Regions from separate parts of the Mus musculus genome. Here all the other regions are linked to region 1. Evidence: chromatin contacts called from public promoter capture Hi-C data. All regions are on one chromosome and are shown on one strand. Each heading gives the region's core, a stretch centred on a gene start, on an enhancer-like site or on the middle of the called end of the contact. The rest is flanking DNA. Distances are from core to core; before and after follow the strand shown.

Evidence for each region. Promoter capture Hi-C pulls out the DNA fragments that hold promoters and counts their contacts.
Region 2: a promoter capture Hi-C map of pre-B cells shows a contact between it and region 1, with 1.8 times the contacts expected there. The contact joins the promoter of Kcnq4 here to the promoter of Rlf in region 1.
Region 3: a contact with region 1 is called in a promoter capture Hi-C map of pre-B cells, with 4 times the contacts expected there. The contact joins the promoter of Rims3 here to the promoter of Rlf in region 1. A contact is called at or near these places in 1 of 39 promoter capture datasets (pre-B cells), 1 of 484 Hi-C or Micro-C datasets (pro-B cells) and 1 of 115 datasets of contacts at active chromatin or transcription factors (memory CD8 T cells).
Region 4: a promoter capture Hi-C map of pre-B cells shows a contact between it and region 1, with 6 times the contacts expected there. The contact joins the promoter of Zfp69 here to the promoter of Rlf in region 1. A contact is called at or near these places in 13 of 39 promoter capture datasets (the 3T3-L1 cell line, the HPC-7 cell line, cranial neural crest and 9 more), 2 of 15 datasets of contacts at CTCF or cohesin (the NIH/3T3 cell line and large pre-B cells), 4 of 484 Hi-C or Micro-C datasets (CD4 T cells, embryonic stem cells and uterus), 14 of 115 datasets of contacts at active chromatin or transcription factors (the 230-238 cell line, the SCID.adh cell line, bone marrow-derived macrophages and 9 more) and 2 of 9 other capture datasets (adipose tissue and liver).

Annotation. Positions count from the first base shown.
Region 1 is chr4:121,213,722-121,216,553 of GRCm38.p6, reverse strand. Rlf (rearranged L-myc fusion sequence) reads left to right here and starts at 1,470. Exons shown (of 8, transcript NM_001346660.1): 1 at 1,470-1,719. The coding sequence starts at 1,483.
Region 2 is chr4:120,745,967-120,748,798 of GRCm38.p6, reverse strand. It overlaps Kcnq4 (potassium voltage-gated channel, subfamily Q, member 4), which reads left to right and starts at 1,400. Exons shown (of 14, transcript NM_001081142.3): 1 at 1,400-1,939. The coding sequence starts at 1,623.
Region 3 is chr4:120,853,410-120,856,241 of GRCm38.p6, reverse strand. It overlaps Rims3 (regulating synaptic membrane exocytosis 3), which reads right to left and starts at 1,443. Exons shown (of 8, transcript NM_182929.3): 1 at 1,120-1,443.
Region 4 is chr4:120,950,258-120,953,089 of GRCm38.p6, reverse strand. Zfp69 (zinc finger protein 69) reads left to right here and starts at 1,402. Exons shown (of 6, transcript NM_001384119.1): 1 at 1,402-1,646.

The sequences.
Region 1 (2,832 bases), core at 221-2,720:
ATTAGCCAGTACAGATGCCATAGCAGTAACTCAAGCAGGAGCAGAGGCAGGAACTGTGGGGAAAACGCTTCTCACTGATTTGCTTCTATGCTCAGATGCTGTCCCTTGCTTATCCCTCCCAGTACCATCTGCCCAGGGGTAATACCACCCACAGTGGGCTGGGCCATCCCACGTCAGTCAACAAACAAAACATGTCATGGACATGCCTACAGGGATCAGTGGGATGGAGGCACCTCTCAGTTGAGGTTCCCTCCTCCCAAGTGACTCTGGTTTTGTATTAAAGTCACAAACAACTGACCAATCAGCACAATGGCTCATATTTCATGGAGGGGAAAGCAACATTTAGGTCATAACTCTCAAATCTCCCATTATCAAATTATACATTTACCTTCATCTAGACCCATTGTTTATAGAGTTCCTCCAGTTGAAGTGAGGGTATCCCTCATTTGTATACTAGACCAAACATCTTATGTTCTGGATTTTATATATATATATATATATATATGTATATATATATATATACATATATATATATATATATAATGTATGTGTATATACACACACACACACACACATATACATATACACACACACATATATACATATTTTTTTCTTGTTTTCACCACTTCATCTACTGGGCTCCAGCCACACCATTTTGCCATTCTCCCTTTTCTTCTCTGTTCTTCTTTGCATTTCTTTCTTGTCCCCTCCCACTAATACCTGGAACTCATGATCCTCCTGTCTCAGTCTCTCAAGTGCTGGATTACAGTGGCTTTGCCTTGGCTGTCCTGGAACTCGCTCTATATACCAGTCTGGCTTCTAACCCACAGAGATCCAGCCTGTCTCTGCACACCTCCAGTCGCAGCACTTGGGAGGCAGAGGCAGGTGAACTTTTAAGTTTGAGGCCAGCCTGATCTGCAATGTGAGTTACAGGACAGCTAGTCCTACACAGGGAATCCTTGTCTTGAAAACAACTTTTTAAAAGTCCCCCCCCCCCCCTTTTTAGTAGAATCGTCTCAACGCCATATATTTTGACCAATCCTTTTTCCAGCGACTAGTAATGCCATTCCCATTTTAAACCAAATTCCCTTCAGTTTGTTTTCAGGTCGGCCTAACAATCTTTATTTTCCTCCAACCGGGGATGCTTTTCTCCGAGCTTCTTTCTGGGCTGCCTTTCCCTTGCTCTTCGGTTCGCTGCTCCGCAGACATCTCTCTCATATCTCCATTGTCTCTAGGCCCTTTGCGCTCCTCGACTCTGAAGGGCCTGTAGAACCCAGGGCCGCTAGAATCTCGCCGTTGCTAGGCTGTTGCTAGGGCGGTTGCGGTGGAGACTTCTGAGAGGACCAACATTCGGCGTCCTAGTGACGGATAAAGTTGGCGCCAGCGTCGCCAGGGGGGTGCGTCACTAACACGGGCGATTGGGGGCGGGGCCAGGCGGAGTCACGTGGTTTGGTTGCCTACGCGCTGCTGGGCCGTGGGAAGATGGCGGACGGAAAGGGAGACGCCACGGCCGCCGCCGGGGCCGGGGCTGGGGCTGAGGCTCCGGCGGTGGCGGGAGCCGAAGTCGAGACTGAGTCCATGGCTCGGGGTCATCGCCCTGCATCTCCGGCGTCGGGAGCGCCGGGCCTACGACCGTGTCTCTGGCAGCTGGAGACCGAGCTGAGGGAGCAGGAGGTGTCCGAGGTCTCATCTTTGAGCTACTGCCGGAGCTTCTGCCAGGTGAGGGGTGGACTAGATGGCCGAGGGTGGAGGGGCGGGGAGGCCGGGAGAAGAGACTCGGGATCCGCCTCAACAGCCGGGGGCTTCGCGGGGAAAAACGCCACCCCCGTATCTCGCCGCGCCCCCGGGCCGGGCAGGCCCAGCTCTGCCGTAACCCGACTTCAGTCACTGCCCGGGCGGATTGCGCTGGGCGGTCCTGAGCCCAGAGAGCTCCCTGCAAGGGCTGTGCCCTGTCGCTGTTGCCTGGGTCCTGGCCGGGTGGTTGGAGCGCCACTGCCCCCCTGAGGGATCGATTGCCAGTTCCTGCAGGGAGATGCTTTTTTTTTTGAGTGGTGTGCTGATCTCCAAACTGAAAAACCTTGTTTTTCTGAACAATCAGGAGAGGTGGGCTCTGACCAGAGACTTATCTTTAAAGTCACATCTTTTGGCTTCCCTAAGATACGACGGTTGGTCTTGGATGGCGTCTGGAGCTTTCTGATTAGGGAATACTGAGCCGGTTGATTGGTTTTTGTGGGGTGTTTGTTTGTTTGTTTGTTTTTGCCACTGTGGGCGGGTGTGAAAAGATATGTTTATGCCATTCTTTGACCTGTTTTGTATTCATCTGCTGGTTGTACTACTAGGAATGGAGCCTGGTAGCTCTGTAATGGAGATTAGTCTGAGTGGAAGAGGTCGGGAGAGAGATATAGAGAATGGCCTCTTTGGCAGTCGGGTGATTGATCGTTTCTGTGCGGGTCCCAATCTGTGGGGCTACATGCTGACAGATGTGATTTTAAGTTTGGTCTCCGTGACCACGTTGCAGTTTTTTTTCTATGTTTTCGAGTGTCTTCCAAGTGTAAATGCTTGCCGTCATTGTTTCTGCATCTGGTACTTAGACTATCAGGTTTCTGCCATCCCTTTGCTCCTCATTTGGAGTACCTTAGAGAATAGAAAATAATCGAGGTATGTTGGTACGTGGACTCTTAATGAGCAATTGAGTGCTGAAAAGATTGTGGAGTTAGAAAGTTGTAGTTGGAGTAGTGAGCAATCTGCTTTGTTGGTCCTGGGCAGAATTAGTTGTCTCTGTTGAGTTCATTTGTATCCCACTCTTTGACCCAGAACTTCGTCTATTTGGAA
Region 2 (2,832 bases), core at 151-2,650, 470 kb after region 1:
GCTCAGCAGATCAATGCTGCCTTTGCTGACAGCTGAGAATCGAGCTTGCAGCCCGCCCCCCCCTTCCAGCTAGCTGTGTCCCCCGAGATCCTCCCCGAGGAGTGAAGAAGAGTTTGCTGCGGAAGCGCTTCACCCTGGGGCAGGGCCTGCGGAGGGAGCGGGAGCGTCTGGTTTGGCCATCGCTTTAGGCTGGGGAAGAAGGAAGGAGGGCCAGCAAACCCGAATCATCACCTAGTACACGGTCAGGAGGGCGAGGGAAAAGGGGCCAGACAGCTCACAGCGGAGACGGAGGTCAGGCACCGAGAACTTTTTGCTGGAGAGGGGTGCTCCTAGAGAAAGTCCTGGTGGGGTGCTATAGGCCTTTGGGAGTGCTCTGTCCGTTCCCCTAATACTGGCCCCTAGTACGTTTATTTCTATACTTCTATCTGCCCTAAACAAGCTTTTCTGGGCTAGAGTGGGAGAAGGGGGTGGCGGGTGTGAATCCCACGGAGCGGAGATGGAGTGGGGAGATGAGGGCAGGTACGTAATCAGGGAGGGAGCGTCCCCTCTGCTCAGGGTGATCAACTGGGGTCTCCTCCTTCATCAACAAGACGGGAGGAGAGACGCATCTGGGCACAACTGTGAGCTACACCACCCCACACATCTCTCGATAGCTGTAGGGCACCGGGCCCTTCAAGTAACAACAGCAGGAGGAACGGAAGCTGCTGTCCCAACTTCACTCGGCCCTCAGCGCATTTTAAACACCCTGCACTAGAAACCGAGGGCACGACCCGACGGGCACACCTCCTCGCTTACATTACCCATCGCGCTGTACTGCCCGGTTCTGCACACTCTTCTGTACTCTCATCCATCTATCTATCCACCCACCCACCCACCCACCCATCCATCCATCCATCCACCCACTCACTCTGAACCCACGCAGACCCACGGCTGGCTAGCCAACTCTCACAAGTAGGCACTTCTCTGGACACAAACACCTCCACTCTACAATGTAAGTGTCCCTCGAGCTACCGCGGCCACAACTCCACACTCCACGCTCCACTTTCCACAACCACTCACCAGGCGTCCCAACCTCCCTCCCCAGAGCGGGCCACCAGGGCCACACCACTCGTACACGCCCGGCCTCGGGGCCCGGCGCGCTGCCCGCGCCACGCGCTCGGGGCCGGGACACACCGACTGGGCGGACCGCGCGCCCTGCTCCGCCGCGTCCGACCCGGGTCCCCCTCCCGGTGCTCTTCTCTCTCGCTCCCTCCCCGATTTGGGAAGGCGGCCGCGGGGCGGGCGGGGGAGGGGCGGGGCGGGGCGGGGGAGGGTGACATGTGAGCGGCGCGCCGGCGGCAGGTGGAAAGGCGAGCGGCATGGAGCGCGTAATAAGAGAGTTGGAGTCGGAAAGAGCCGCCCCAGTCGCCGGGGAAGCGGGCGGTCAGTACGGGCTCCCGCGGCCCCGAGGCTCCGAGCGACCGCCTCCGGACCCCGCACGGACCCGGCCTGGTCCCTAGCCCCCGCCGCCTGCGTGCGCGCCCAGGGTCGCCTCGCCGGCCCGGGGTTCGAGCCATGCGACTCTGAGCCGCCCGAGCGCGCCCCCGCCCCGCAACGCCCCGGTCCCCCGTCCGGCGCCGCCCATGGCCGAGGCCCCCCCGCGCCGCCTCGGCCTGGGCCCCCCGCCCGGGGACGCCCCCCGCGCGGAGTTGGTGGCGCTCACGGCCGTGCAGAGTGAACAGGGCGAGGCGGGCGGGGGCGGCTCTCCGCGTCGCCTCGGCCTTCTGGGCAGCCCCCTGCCGCCGGGCGCGCCCCTCCCTGGGCCGGGCTCCGGCTCGGGCTCCGCCTGCGGCGGCCAGCGCTCCTCCGCCGCGCAGAAGCGCTACCGCCGCCTGCAGAACTGGGTCTACAACGTGCTGGAGCGGCCCCGCGGGTGGGCCTTCGTCTACCACGTCTTCATGTAAGTTGGAGCCCCCGCACCCCTTGACGTGCCCCGGCTCTGACCCCGCATGAGCCAGACTCCTTGGGGACCGCCACCCCGCGCTGGCTCCACCTCTCTATCCTATTGCCCCGGGGCAGACCCTCACTCAGTTCCCCTCTTGGGCCTGTGCCCCCTTTTCGGTCTCCCAGCCTGACCTAACCCCTGATCTCCCAGCCTTGACCCCTGTTGCCCTGGCGTCTAACCTCTTCTGCCTGCTCTCCTTACTTTCATCCTGATCGCAGAGCCCCACTGCTCTGATCCGTCATTCAGCTTCTTGCTCTTCTCTGCTTTACCAAGTCCGAAGCCGCTAAAGTGGGACTCTCCTTATCTTTTGTTCACCTCACCCTCCCTGTGTCCCAGACACAGAAGACCCTAGCCCCTACATTATTTTTCTCCCCTCAGGCTCTGTAGTTATGTTGTGCTCCCACCTGGTCCCCTTGGAGATTTCTCTCTTCAGAGACAGGCTGTACCCAGATCAGGGCTGTCTAGGGTCCCTATGGCTCTGACAGGCCTGTGTGCTGTTTCCAACTTTATCCGTGTCTTCTTTAGTCTTGCTCCGCACCCTCAACTTCGAAGTACCCAAGGCAGCAGGCTGCCCTGCCTGCCCTGCCCTGTCCTGCCTTGCCCTGAAGGCTGGGCCCAGCTCTCCTGCCTTGCTGGCCAGCTGTACTAGGCCTGGCTCTGAGCATGGGGAAAAAGAAAGAAGAGAGGGGTATGTTTGGAAACAATGCCGCTGTGGGGCCCCTCCTCCTCTCAGCAGGCTCCTACAACTTTCAAAACACTGACCCCTCTTGGATGTAGAGAGTGAATTTTGGCAGCTCGGAAGGCAGTCTTGGGGGAAGGCCTGGTCGGACCAGGAACATGAGAGGCCC
Region 3 (2,832 bases), core at 194-2,693, 360 kb after region 1:
GCCCAGAGAGTGTCCCACTGGGCCATCCTCTTCACTTGCCTATGGGGACAGAGTTGGCAGTTGCGTGATTGTGATTACGGACTGATTGGTGGCTGGCAGCAACTGTGGAGATGGGTTGTCAATCCCTTGGTGAAAGACCCTCTTTCCACCATTCAGGCCCCAAAACCCAGTGAGAAGTCATCACCAGCAGAGAACAGAGCAATAGGAAAAGCAGCTGCCTTCCATCTCTCTCCAAGATATCACCCTTAGAGACAGGGTTGGACACAGCAATTCCCCCAGGCCCAAGCCCTGAAGGCCCCTGATGGCACTGCTAGCTAGGGCCCCTTGTTGCTCTGGCTTAGCTACAACATTTCCCACCTTAGCCAGGGACTACAAGAGCTATAGAGGGACCATTCATTCGCTTCTGAGATACTAGGAGGGGAAACCCACTCCTTGAGGTTGGGTTGTACAGAGGTAATGGGGGCCTGGGATCCAGGCAACCAGGAAGCCAGCCAAGGAGACCTATTCTCCCAAATGAACAAGATGCCAGAATAGCCCATGAAGGGTCTTGCCAAGCTTCCTTGAAGCCTTGGGTGACCCATCGTGCCCCTGACCACTTTTTCCCAGCTTCCCAGAAGCCCCTTCTTTCACCCTGAAGCTGCGTGAGCACCACCTCTCTCCTTTTTACTAAGAAGGGGAGTGTTTCTCTGGGTACAATGGTGTCACGTTGGAAGGAAAAAGTGGCCGCTTCCCAACCAGGGTACAGGCAGGAGGGAGAAAGGCAGGCTACCTTTCCAGGAGGGATTTTAAGCACTTTGCAAAAATGCCATGCGAAGCAATGCTGTTGAAGATCAGGGCCCCAGGTGAAACCCTGAGCGTCAGCAAAGTACTCCAGATTCTAGGGTTCCTACCCCATTTTCCAGGTTTCCTCAGGCTCAGCCCCCGCCCCACAGTCATCCCAGGTTGTGCGCATCGCGGAGCCTCCCCCCCAAACCCTCCCCCCCGCCCCCCAGATCTGGCATACATCCCTACGTAGCGCTCGGCGGCCGGCCGGAACCCCCCTTCCCGGCGTGGTCCCCTGCCCTGACCGCAGCCCCCTCCCCACGCCCACTCGCAGGCGCGCAAGGCCTGCTGACTTACCCCGAGGTGGGGCCGGGGTCCACGCCTGGAGCGGGATTCCGCTGGCGGAGTGGCGCCGCAAGGCGAGGCAGGTGCTGCCCCGGGACCCCGCCCCGCGGACCCGGCGGTAGGCGCGGCCCGGCCCCGAGCGGGCGCGGACTCCGAAGGGGTAGGGACGCGGGGCGGGGAGGGGCAGCGACAGAGACTCACGGGGGCATCGCCCGCCACCGGGCCGGACAGCTCCGCTCCGCCCGCCTGCGCTGCTGGCTCCGCAGTCGCCACACAGTTCTCAGTCGCCGCCGGGTGCAAAGCCCAAGCCACGGCTGGCGGGAGGAAGCGGGCCCTGGCAGGGGCGGGGCCTAGGGCTGGTGGGAGGGATTAGTGGATGGGGCGGGGCCAGATGGGGCGGGGCCCGAAGGTGGGCGTGGCCTCTGGAATCTGGATCTTCTAGGTGTATCCTTGAGGAGTAGGCCTGGAAGAAGTGAACCTCTAAGAATCAGGGGTTGGGGGCCGCTCAAGTCCCTAAGATGCTCCTCCTGTCCCCTGCCTGTCCACTCTTCTACACAATCTGTTCCTTCTCAAACTTCCTTGTCCTTGGGGGCACCTCCCAGGTGCCTCCATCTATTCTGAACAAGATCAAGGAATGTCAGATGGTGAGCAGTAAGGCTAAACACCTTACAAACATAGAGTCCATTTTAAAGACCAAAAAAAGGGGGGAAACTTTCGGAGGAGAAATGACTTGCTCAAGTGCCTGCTGTAAAAGATTTTCTGGAAAGAGGGAGGGAGAGAGAGAGAGAGAGAGAGAGAGAGAGATCAGGAGTCACAAAAGAGTGCTGCTTTTGAAGATCAGAGTTCAGTTCCCAACACCCAAGTCAGACAACTGTTACTTCAGCTCCAAGGAATCTGATGCCCTCTTCTGGCACCTGAAGGCTCCAGCACATGTGTGCACATACACACACGAAGTGAAAGTAAGTCCTTTGTTTAAAAAAAAGGAACTTCCAATATACTTTCAGACTTCAGGTAAGGGGCCTATGACCCATATTAGCTCCTTTGCCACCTGTGGCAGTGCCTTTCAACTGGGGACAGTTTTGTCCTGAAGGGATTTTTCACAATATCTTGAGTTACTCGTAGTTTCTGCAATTATGAGGGGTTTCCAGTAAGAACCAACCCTGGAACTGTGCTGGCCAGTCCTGATACCAAAGAGTCCTCAGGCCCTGTGTCAATAGGACTGCAAGTGGGAACCCTGTATTACTGTTGGTTCTCTAGAGGGACAGAATTTAGAGAAGAAACACATACACACACACACACACACGCACACACACACACACACACACACGCACACACACACGTACACGCACACATGTGGGAGGGGATTTATTAAAATGGCTTACAGGATGTGATCCGGCTTGTCCAACAATGGCTGTACAATGGAAAGTCCAAGAACTCAGGAGTTATTCACTCCACAAGGCCAGATGGCCTTCAATATCTGCTGGAATGCCAAAGAAGTGGGTTCAAATGTTAGTGACGGACTGAGGTTGCCAGTGAGGGTGAGGGCCAGTATGCAAAGAGAGCAAGCTTTTTTTGCTTCCATCAACAGTGGATCTTTCAACCTCAAACGATCCAGGGTAAAAGTGGGTCTTCCCATTTCAAATGATTTAATTAAGGGGGAAAACTCCTTCATTGGTATACCACTTGGGTTTCAGTTAATTCCCAATAAGGTCAAGTTGACAACCT
Region 4 (2,832 bases), core at 153-2,652, 260 kb after region 1:
CACCTGGTGTCTGTTCCAATCAAGAGTTAGCTAATTAGTTACTTAGTGCAGTAAGACTAACTGCTTAGCAAGACAGAAGTCAGCGGGTCCCTTAGATGGGGACACTGACAAACAGCTCATGAGATAAACTCAGAGCTTTAGTTCTGCCAACTCCAAAGATCTTCCACTCCTCTCAGGGGTGCAATCCCTTTTCCAGGAGCACCAGATGCAACTGTACAGTAGTGTTTAATAAACTCTCTACTGCCAATTTGTCTTTTTTTTTTTTGCAAATTAATTTACAGCCCAAGTGCCACTGTCTTCAACTCAATAGATAGAGATGACTTTGAACGAAGATCACAGCCAACGACACGAAATTTTTTTGCAGTTCATGAATTTTTCCCATGTTGTTTCACTTATCTTCCCCCATCCCAAACACACACAGACACACACACACACACACACACACACACACACACACACACACACACACACATTAAAGAGAACACCCAGCCCTTCGAGGTTCTACTCATGTGGAGAGGGTTTCCTATATCAGTCCCAAGTCCGCTCATTTTTCCCCCTCCCAGTCTCTATGTGCAGTATGAAAGGTCTGTTTTCCAGATAGCTGGGCAAAAGCCGCTTTCAACTTGGATTAACTTTCTGGATGCTGGTTTTCCAATTTTTGCTCTGGTAAGTGTTTACTCTGTCGTCATCTCTTCTGTATCTTCCAGTGGGCTCAGTTTTATTTTCTCAATGCCATATGTTTACTGAACTTTTAAAGAGATAAGTTAAATTGAGGAACTGAGGAAGGCTAACTCAGACACCAGACACTTCCCCTAGCTACAGGCACTCAGGAAACACGCCGTGAGAATATGGGAAGAAAGGGGTTCTACCTTCCAGGACCATGGGAAAATAAATTCCTATTGTTTAAGTCACCGGTGTGAAGTGTTTTTCTTTGGGGGTGGGAGGCAGCCTTAAGCAAACTAATACATGTCTTTAGGGACATTAAAAATACATATCCCGGAATTTTTTTTTTAAGTTTATTGTTTTCTAGGCCCCTGTTGCCTTTTGGATTGTCTATTTTTCTACTTATCGAATTCACCAGAATTAGGAGATTAGGAGAGAGCAGGAACTGCGTGCGATTTAAGGCTGCATCCTGAAGCCTTAAGAATGAAAGAATGACAGAGAAGCGGCTTCTCCAGGAAGACTCGCCGGGCCACGGGGTACAGGAGACCCTCAGCAGGGGCTGCCGGCTTCGCTGGACACCGCCCCTGGGTCTGCCCGGGCGGCTTCCGGCTTCCGGGATCTGGGTCGCGCAGCACCCGGGTGGGCGGAGCCACGGGCAGGGCGCTGACGCGAGCAGCGTGGGGTGGGCGGGTCCCGGGTGGAGGCGCGGGGACACGAACCGGGCTAGAGGGGCGGGGTGAAACGGCGGAGCTCGGGCATCTGAGCCGCAGCCGGCGCCGCAGGTCCTGGGCTGGGACAGAAGGCCGGGCAGGACGCCTGTGCGCGCGGAGCTCCGCTCCCGGGTGCGGCGGGTGAGAAGCGGGAGAGGCCGGTGTCCAGCCCGGAGGCCGACGGTGTCCTGTGTCCCTCGGAAGCCACGCTGCGCACTGGGCGCCGCGGTGTGAGCGTGGAAGGCTGGCGGGAACGGATCCGGAGATCCTCCGGTGAGTAGGCGACTCTGCTGCGGAGCTGCGAGCTCGACCGGGTGGCTGCCTGCGAAGTTCTGCCGATGGGTCGTTCAGCAAGCTTCTGGGATTGCCAGCTCCTTCGGAAGGAACAGCACAAAGTTTGCACTTAGTGACGAGACTTTTTACATAGTCGGGGCTATTTGCACCAACTCCGGTCTTTTTGGACAGGCAGTCTTTCACCTTTCCTCCTCTTCCCCCAGACTTCAAAGAGCAGTCCCCTCCCCGAGAGAGAGCTGCGTTTGGGTATCAGGTCCACTGAATCTGGTCCCAGTGTCCACAACTATTCATATGCTGAATGGGCGATTCAGATGATGGATTCGGGTTGTTTCCAAATTGCTGTTATGGTCAGTTCTGTAGTGGTTCTACTTGCACTTGACATACTATATTTCCTCCTCTCCAGCTCTGTGGGAGCACATAACCCTGCAGTTTTAATTGCATCTGAACCGGGGATTCGTTTCACCAGCTGTGCTGGGCATTTGGAGTGTGTGATGACGACTGTTGCTGCTGGCTTATGACAAAGCGCAGCCCTGTGAATTACTGTTTTATCAACTGAGATATTCAAGCTGAGCTTTCTAATTGTTTTCTAAAATAACTCTAAAACATGATGGCCACTGGGGCCCCGTAAAGGCTTTGGCAGACAGGTCTGATGCCCTGGTAAAAGGAGAGAACCAACTCTCAAAAGTTGGCATGTGACCTCCACCCCCATAAATAAACGCATGTGATTTTTTTTATTTTTAATTTTTTTTAAAGATTTATTTCTTTATTATAAGTACACTGCAGCTGTCTTCAGAAACCCCAGAAGACGGTGTCAGATCTCATTAGGGATGGTTGTGAGCCACCATGTGGTTGCTGGGATTTGAACTCAGGACCTTTGGAAGAGCAGTCAGTGCTCTTAACTGCTGAGCCATCTCTTCAGCCCGTGATTTTTTTTTTAAACTTTAAGATAATGTTTATTGTACAGCTTTAAAATAAAAAGGTCTTAATTGTTAACTTAGTAGACCTAACATTGTCTCAACACTGCATCCCTGTGCAGTAGTTAACATCCACATTTTATAGATGAGGAAACTGAAGGTCAGACTTGAAGTGCCTCAGGTCTCAGCTTTACATACAGGTCAGACATCAAAGAGCCTTCCTTGGCGCCAGCTCCAAATATGTAAGCAGG